3 separate regions of the Sus scrofa genome follow, and regions 1 and 2 are each linked to region 3. Evidence: chromatin contacts called from public HiChIP or PLAC-seq data. All regions are on one chromosome and are shown on one strand. The core of a region is the stretch at or near the end of the contact, and the rest is flanking DNA. Distances in the headings are between cores, read along the strand shown.

What was found. HiChIP or PLAC-seq counts read pairs in DNA pulled down with a chosen protein or histone mark.
Region 1: a contact with region 3 is called in an H3K27ac HiChIP or PLAC-seq map of skeletal muscle. The contact joins the promoter of LOC110259558 here to the promoter of SAV1 in region 3. A contact is called at or near these places in 2 of 2 datasets of contacts at active chromatin or transcription factors (alveolar macrophages and skeletal muscle).
Region 2: an H3K27ac HiChIP or PLAC-seq map of alveolar macrophages shows a contact between it and region 3. The contact joins the promoter of NIN here to the promoter of SAV1 in region 3. A contact is called at or near these places in 2 of 5 promoter capture datasets (fetal liver and liver), 2 of 47 Hi-C or Micro-C datasets (embryonic fibroblasts and skeletal muscle) and 2 of 2 datasets of contacts at active chromatin or transcription factors (alveolar macrophages and skeletal muscle).

Annotation. Positions count from the first base shown.
Region 1 is chr1:180,590,522-180,593,633 of Sscrofa11.1, forward strand. It overlaps LOC110259558, which reads left to right and starts at 1,822. Exons shown (of 3, transcript XM_021085051.1): 1 at 1,822-2,105; 2 at 2,179-2,655; 3 at 2,834-2,924. The coding sequence starts at 1,822. The coding sequence ends at 2,614. It overlaps NIN (ninein), which reads right to left. Exons shown (of 34, transcript XR_002346861.1): 3 at 1,667-1,720.
Region 2 is chr1:180,620,534-180,623,298 of Sscrofa11.1, forward strand. NIN (ninein) reads right to left here and starts at 1,442. Exons shown (of 34, transcript XR_002346861.1): 1 at 1,240-1,442.
Region 3 is chr1:180,433,155-180,435,893 of Sscrofa11.1, forward strand. It overlaps SAV1 (protein salvador homolog 1), which reads right to left and starts at 1,304. Exons shown (of 5, transcript XM_001927720.7): 1 at 820-1,304. The coding sequence starts at 913.

The sequences.
Region 1 (3,112 bases), core at 572-3,071, 160 kb after region 3:
ACTGGAGCTCTATTCTCCCCCTCTGTGACAGTTAACATCTTTTGATATTAAGGGTCATCACACATCAGAAATGAAAAAAGACAAGAAAAAAAAAGATACCCAGGCCATTCCGAGCAAGTGCCTATAAAATGACTGATCCTTGACATTTTAATGCAAAGACAGTGCCTGTGATGGCTGCCTTTCCGTTGCCCTTTGGAAAGCCTTTTCCTGCCTTAGCAGTATCTTTACTGATGTCTAACCCATTTAGAACATCCATAACTCTTACACTTTATCTATACTGTCGGTCAGAATGCGTTTCTCCAAGGAATCACCAGAGACCAGATGAAAATAAACAAACCTGCAAACAAACTTCACAGTTCTCTTCACCGCCTTAAGTACACTGACAACAGCAGAGGAGACCCTAACAAATTGTTTTATCAGCCAGCCTGTAATGCAACTGTTACACAGTCTGGGAATTTTCACAGCCCCTTTCAACTCCACAGCAAGACCTTTCAATATTTCAGGTCAGTACACTAGCTACTAAGGAAGACTCTAGATAAAATTAACATGACACAGAAAAAAAAAAAAAATCCTTGCAGACTGTCAAGCCTCAGGAAACAAGTAAACAGATATAAATTTATGTTAATGTATTTAAGGGAGCCACAGTGAAAATCATCCATGGTTTCAGAGGCTTAGCCTGTGTACCTTGGTGAACTTTATTAGGATTCTAATCGTAAAAAGCTACCACATCTGTCATAAAAGACTACCATGCAATCTATTTTGATTTCACAAATTCAGGAGTTAAGTTGCATGGCAAGGCTGTCTTAGGAATTCAACACCAGGAGGGGATCTGTCCCAGTTAAGTAAAGAAAGCAGAAGATCTCATAATAGCTAAGTTGTCTAGAAACAAGGTTGACGGTAGGACGATTTTTCCAGTTCCCATTTTATTGGCACCCTAGCCCTGGTTTGTCAGGGCTGAGGCTGGGAAATTGCCTCTTCCCATTGCTCCCTCTCTTTCAACTTCACAGAAAGAGCTCTGAGCAGTAAACTGTTTCCATCAGCTCTGTCCTTTTGTCAAGGACCGGTTTGGTAGCTGCAGAATCCCAGCCCCTGGAACCCAAGAAGCTACTCCCTCAATATTTCCATTCTGCGGGTCTGGCGGTCCAGGCTTTCAAGCAATAATGGAGTGTCTTTCCGTTCTTCTCCTTTTCTTAGTAATTGCACTGGGGAAATCCTTCTCTCTGCAATGATTCCGCACACCTTCTATAATTCCCACTTAACTGACGGCCATCAGCTCTCCGCTACTCAGCCTAGGCTAACACCTCAGGGTTCCCTAGACAGGTTTCACTTCAGTTTCTCAGCCACAGGGCTGCCCGGGTGGCACAAGGCAACCGAATAACCGCCCCTTCTGCTCCCTCCCGGACTCAAGTCCGCTCCTCGACCATCACACAGCAGCTGCTTTCAGCTGGCAGCTGCGGGCCGGGACCACGCAGGCAGCGAAGGTGCCCAGACCCCGCTGCGCTGCAGACCCGGGAGGTGAGGTGCGGCCGGTGCGGGGGCGCGTCGCCCAGGTCCCCGGCAGCCTGCGAAGCGGATGCGCCCCCGACTCGCCTGCCCTTCACCACCCCCAGAAACCTCACTGGGTCCCCAGGAAGCAGGTCTCTCGGCCCCCGCCATCCTCGCCTACCTTCTGTCGGCCTCTCCGTCGCGTCCGCACAGCCGGCCGCCTGCCTCCAGTGCTCTGCAAAGCGGGGGAGGACGCTTTGTTAGGGCTCGGGGAGCGGGACAATACTTCGCAGCCGACGCCGGGGTTCCGGGCGGGCGTCCTTCAAAAGGACGCGAATGGGGACCCGCACGAGCGTCATTTCCATATGTAAGGAGCCAGCGCTCACAAAAGCGCGGCTCCCGGAGGCTGCGGCGCGCATCCTCCACGCCCGCCCGCTCGCCCCCCGCCCGCGCAGCCCGCGCTCCTTGACCTGCCCCTCCTCCGCCGCCCACGCCGCCCCCTCCCCGCCTCGTCCCGCGGGAGCGCCCCGGACCGAGTCGGCCGCCACCCCCTGCTCCCGGCCCGCGGGGACAGCCACCGCCGAGCCCTGGCCTCAGAGGGGAAACCCCAGCCTGTCACGGTGCCGGGGCCGCCCCGGAGCACAGGGCCTCGCCGAAGCGCGGGGGCAGCCCGAGGCCTCTGCACACCCCCAGGCCGCGGGGCGGGGGTCCCCGGGAGAGAGCTCTGCGCTTACCGCGTCCCGGGGCTCAGGCGGCCGGCGCCGCCGCGGGGACCATGACCGCGGGAGCACTCGAGCTCGGACGCGGCGGCGGTGGCAGCGGGATAGCCGCGCCCAGCGCGCTCGGCTACCCGCTCGGCTGCGGCCACCCGAAGCTTTGGACGCCGGGGAGGAAGGGCCAGGCCCCGCGCGGGGAGGAGGAGCTAGGGCGACGCCGGCCAGGGCGCGGCTCCTCCTCCGCGGCCCGCGCAGCTGGGGCCGCTGAGGGAGGAGCGCCGGGCGCCGCCCTGACACTTGCAGGGGTCCGTCTCCCACGCGCTCCACCACCTCTGCGACTCGGGTGGCCGGAGCACCGCGGAGCCCGGTCCCGTTTTGTCTGGGACGCTGGGGCTGTCGCCTGGGAGATTTGAATTTGAAAACGCCGCGGCTCGCGGGAGCCCAGGCGGAGGAGGTCAGCGCCCTGAGGTCGACCCCCCTGCCCAATAGCCTCTCCTTTCTTCCAAAGGGAGCGCACACACCCCTCTGCGCCTACAACACCTGGCTGGCGACGTCTCCGGGTCGGGGAATGGTCCCTACCTCCAGCCCGTGGAACCTCAGGGTGGAGATTCAGGTGCCTCTCTTGCCCCCAGGAGGCCTTGGATTACTCAGCCCTCGAGCGTCCATTGGCGGTCATTGGAAGAGGGGTCCAGGAGGTGGAAGAGCTCCGGACTTGACTCTGAACCTTATGGAGCAAATGCGACCCTCTTACCAGGTTTAGACTGGCTTCCTTACCTGCCACCTGTCCTTTTAGGCTCCCTCCCTCCCGCTATCCAGCCTTCCCCGGGTACATCCAACCCTCGGTCGGTCAATAGCCACAGAGGACAGAAACTCCTTGGCGTTGCTCAGCATTTACTGGCTCCTCCCTCCTA
Region 2 (2,765 bases), core at 192-2,691, 190 kb after region 3:
AGGGATCTTCAACAGTAGGAGCAAGGACAGAAGAGAAAACCCTGCTGTGTGGGGTCCTGGCTCAAGGCATGGCCAACATGCCAGTGGCCCTGACTATAGTTAGAGCTGTCCTCATTCCTCTCTTTTTAAACATTACAAAACAATTCATCTCCTGGGAAAAGATTAAACAAAACCGAGCGGTAGAAAGTAAAAAAGCAAAGCAGCATCAACTGACCCAGTCCTACTCCCCACAGGTAACCTCTGCTTTGGTGCAGATGTCAAAATACACACAGGGACCTACAGGCATATCTCATAGGGCTGCAACCACACTCAGAAAAGCACAATCATAAAATAAGTCTAGATTTCTCCAGAGAAACACTAGATAGAAATACTGCAATAAACACACTGTTTAAAAAATAATAATAATTATGGAAAAAGAAACTATTTCAAATAGAACACATCCAAGGAACGGTGGGAGCAGAGGGGAGGGCAGGCTTTGGAGTCTGGGCTCCACTCTTCAGGTTGGCTTCTCAGCAGGTGAGTGCCCAGTGAAAATGAGACTGCCTTTCCTGAGCCAGGATCCTTCGGTTTAGAAATGCTCAGACAGGGAGTTCTTGTTGTGGCTCAGTGAGTTAACCCAACTAGTATCCATGAGGATACAGACTGGATCCCTGGCCTCACTCAATAGGATCCAGTGTTGCTGTGAGCTGTGGTGTTGCCAGGCAGCTGTAGCTCTGATTCGACTCCTAGCCTGGGAACTTCCATACACCACAGGTGTGCCCCTAAGAAAAAAAAAAAAGAAAGAAAGAAAAAAGAAATGCTCGGATTGGAGGTCTGTGAAGGGAGGATGAAGGACAGAGGGACAGAGGGCTGGCTGCGGCAGGGGAGGACTCTAAGCCCCTGGCAACCTCCCCAATCCCCTCTCTTTAAAGCTACTATTACTCTTATAACTTGTAACGGCCAAAGGCAGAGGGAGGCAGAGCACCTGTAGGCTTGGGCTTTGGAAAGCAGAAGAAACAGCTGCGCATCGACGGGCAAGCCCAGGAGCAGGAGGGCAGCCCCGGCTGAGCCTGAAAATAATACCCAGCCACACAGCTTGACAAAGGCCTCCGGTCGTGCGGAGCGGGAGGGTCTGGCCCAGTGGCTCCTTGCCAGGCAGTTCTGGGGCCACGTGGGGAAGAGCCCAGACCCTCCCTGCCTCCCTCCTCCAGATCCTACACCACCTTCGGGAGGACCAGCCTGCCCTCAGTGAACACCCACCGCAGCAATCACCAGCTTTGCTTCTAGGCCTGTCTCACTGCCGTCTCATTTCCGGGTGTGAAGATGGATTGGCTGTGTACCTCTGTTTACAGCATCTCTTCCTGCAGTGAAAGCGAACCCCCTACGGGTCTGCGGGTCTGAGGGTCTGCGGAGTTCTTCAGTTTTCAGATGGGCGGGAATGAAATGAATAGTCTCTGGAGAGGAAGAGGAAGAGGAAGTGCCGCTGTGTCCTCCCCCCACCGCTCCTCCGCCCCCATTTAAAAAGAGAGCCCCAGGCACTGGCTTGCTACTCTTAACAATGTTGTCAGCTCCGAGTTAGAGTGGGCTCCCCACAAAAGTGGTGCTAGCTGCCCGGGTTTGCTTCCTTTGTCCCTGGTGCTGGGATATCTTGCCCTGCCCCGGGCTTCAACTTGGATTGGTCAGGAAAAAGTGTCTCAGCTTTAAAATGATCAAACTCCTGGAGCTCCCGTTGTGGCTCAGCCTTAACCAAGCCGACTAGTATCCACGAAGACGAAGGTTCAATCCCTGGCCTCGCTCAGTTGGGTTAAGAATCCTACGTTGCAGTGAGCTCTGGTGTAGGTCACAGACACGGCTGGGATCCAGCTTTGCTGGGGCTGTGGTGTAGGCCGACAGCTGCAGCTCAGATAGACCCCTAGCCTGGGAACTTCCTTATGGCACAGGTGGGACCCTAGAAAGATAGACAGATAGACAGACAGATAGATAGATAGATAAATAAATAAGATTTAAATAGATTGAAAAAATAATTGTCAATAGAAAAAAACATTTAGGAAGTAAGGATATTAAGCACTCATGGAGAGCAGAAAACATGCCAGAACAGTAAATTCTTCTAAAATTTAATTTTAGAGTTGAAGAAATGTTTCTCTTTGGTTTAAATGATTTTAAATAGAGCTTGGCCAGCATCTCAATGTCTAGAGTCAAGCTTTCTGCTTCAAAAGTGTCACCATTCTTCTATCTCCTGGTCAGCTCACTGCTGCCCCCGTGTGTCTCATCTAAACATCACAACACAGTTTTCTGTTTGGCAAATAAAAGTGTAGAAAACCTCTACCAGTCTGTTGGCTCCCGTGGCAATAAACAGTATAGAATTAAAGCAATGTTCTGGCTTATTAGTGAGAGCTATGAAACCCAGGTGAATGTTCAACAAGTCTTTTACTTTGGAAAACATCATTATACGGTCCTTTCTCTTTCTCTCTCTTGTTTTTTTCAATTCATTGTCTCCTTCCTGAAAGGATAAATTTAATCCCTAGAGGAAGTGGTAATGAGCATAGTGATGTAAGTCCTATTAATGATACCCCTTCAAGAGAAACCACATGATTTATTCATCGATGTGCATTAGATTTTATTTTATAGCTTTGATTAAAAAGCTTATGTTCAGGATGATTGAAAGTTTGCATAGTCTCTGATGTGAGATAATTTCTTTCTTTTTCTTGCTTTTTTTTTTTCCTTTTTTTTTTTTTTTTTTTACTTTTTAGGGCTGCACCTGCGGCAGATGGAGGTTCCCAGGATAG
Region 3 (2,739 bases), core at 54-2,553:
CAGATGTTCTGAACACACGAAAATTAAAAATTCAATAGATTCAGCTGGAAAATTAGAATCAAATACTTAAAGTGAAGAGAAGAAAAGTGCCAGGGTAGGGTGGGAGAAAAATGCATTCTATTAGAGTTAAAAAAAAAAAAAGTTTTTGGTAACTTCCTGTAAAATATGAAATTATTTTGAGTACTTTGCCTTTTTGATTCTCGGCGGCGGGGGAGCTGGTATTTGAAGCAATTCTCACGAACACAGCCAAATACATATTTTGGCTCCTCTTCGCTAAGATCTACGATTGATGAGGCTTTAGGTAGCGGCTACAATAGCAATGATCACCTTTCATCTCCTTAAGTCTGCACCCAACAGCTGGGCTAAGGAATTCTACCCGAGAGTTCGCCCAATTTGCAGAACGGGCTAGTGACATCCGCAATGTTTGCAAACATACAGCAAATCTCGACGTAACTAGAAGAAAAAGTGTGCCCCAGTCTAATCACTTTAATTCCTATAAGCCCAGGGGATAAGCAATTTAAGTGTTTCCCAAAGAGCCTCTTTCTTCCAGTTAATCAAAACCAACAACACTGACGAAAGTAGACAGAGAAGTCTGTGGTTATTTGGGGGGGAGGGGGTCGGAGGTGGACGAATATAAGTTTCTTACTCTTCATCAGCTTTCATACAACCAACACCACTTTAAGCACAAGAAAATTTTAAAAACGAGTATTTCACAGATACCAAGGAGGAAAAGAAGCCGCGGAGAGAGGCGGCAGGCACTCTGCCCGGGTCCCCGTGGGCACCCCGGCCAGGTGTGGGCGCGCCCCGCCCGACACTCACTCCGCAGCAGAGGCGACGTCTCCTTCTTCACGTACTTCCCCTGCACCTCGGCCGGCTTGGACACTTCATTTTTGGTTTTCTTTCGGGACAGCATCCTTGTCCACAAGGCCTCAGGCCACGCCAAGAAGCCTCCCTAAGGCTCCGCGCCCGGCGCCGGGATTCCCCGCCGCCACCTCCGTCGGCGCCGCCGCCTCCTTCCCTCCGGAGCAGCCGCCGTCGCCTCCGCCTCCTCCTCCTCCTCCTCCTCCTCTCTGCAGCCCCGGGTCGCCCACAGGTACTGCCGCATGTTCGGGGCGCTACGCGCGCCGACCGCCGCTCAGTCGCTTCTCAGTTCCTTCCCGGAAGTCTGCCCGCTCCCCGACGCTGCCCGAGTACTCCGAGAGGAGAGGCCAGGGACGCCCGGCCAGGGCCATGGTCCGCCGCGGGCCGCCTAGTAACCGCTACGGCTGCTGCCGCCGCCGCCGCCGCCGCCGCCTACGTCCTGTAAACTTTCCCCGCGGCCGCTGGGAATTCTGGGAAACTCGACGCGGCGCGAGCGCCGCTGCCCTACCCCCACTCCAGCTCCTGGGAGCGGTGGCGCTACAGAACCGCTGGCCGAACTCTCCGCTAGCGGGCCGGCCCTGTAGCTGCAGCCACCTTCACTTCCCCCTCGGCGAGAAGCGGGTACCTCGGGCACTAGAGGTCTGAGGACAAAGCCTGCCAGACTGAGCGCCGGAGGCCGTGGCGCGCTCCTGCAACGGAGCCCCTTTTTACCCACAGATTTTTCTTCCCGGACCCTGAGGGAGCGGGTGGCGCGGGACAGCCGCATTCCTGTCCTCCTCCACGGCAGAGGACGCCCCTCTTAGAGTTTTTTGGGCTGGTGAATTCAGGTCCGTGTTCACACAGAACGCCAGTAGAGTTGAAGGGACACCACCCTTAGCTTAGCGCCGCACCAAAAAATAATCTAGATCCCTGATTTTGCGAAAGCATTAGGCCGTCCAACACTAATTAAACAGATATGAATCTGTCTCCTGAGTGCCAGGGAGTGCATCTTTCTGATGAGAAAACGGAGGAAAAAGCCAAATGTGATTTCTACTGTTTCCTATTTAAGACAATTTTGATGTTAGCATAATTTAATTATGACTGTCCTTACTTCCTAGCCACATTATTTCTTCTTAGAGTTGTCATGGAAATAACAATTATTCTACAATACGAGTAGAGAATAGTTTTCTTTGAGCCAAACTGAGAACTATAAACCCAGAAGACAGCTTCTCAGATAACTCTGGGAAGGTGCTCCAGAGAAAATGATTTTCTTAGTTTTGTAGCTTGATGTAATGAAGAACATTAAACCAGTCAGGAATATATTCCTTCAAGGTTTCAAAAAAAAAAAAAAAAATCAGCTAGGAACACAGGAGTCAGTATGGCCTTGGCACTTGGGAAGTGAGGCTTACCATTGAAGGTATACCAACACTGGCAGTTCCCAGAAAGTTACTTTTTTTTTTCTCTAAATGTTGTAGTTGTTGCTGTTCCCTTGTTCTTGCCCAAGTGTTGCTGAGTTGCCTGATTGATGTCGTTTGGTTGAGCCTCTGAAACGTACATGGCCAGATTTATGTCCTGCTCTGTAGCTCAAAAACAAGCCGTAACCCTTCAGCATCATTGGTGTCTAGCGTTGGACGCTTGGTTGGAGGCTTTGCAAGTGTTGCATCTATCTCATATTCAGAAATCCTGGACAGTTGTTCCTTTGTTGATTTATAATCACTGAAAGTGAATCAGCTTTTTGTTTCCTTGTGTTAACTTTACAACGATTAGGAAAATTTACAGGGGCTAACATCTCGTTCCCTAGAAGCCTAAGAGCCTTAATGTACGGAAATATTCCTTGGCCATGTAGATCAATCAAGTATTTCTCAGCGTCAACAAATCGTGTAATCTCACTTTCAACAC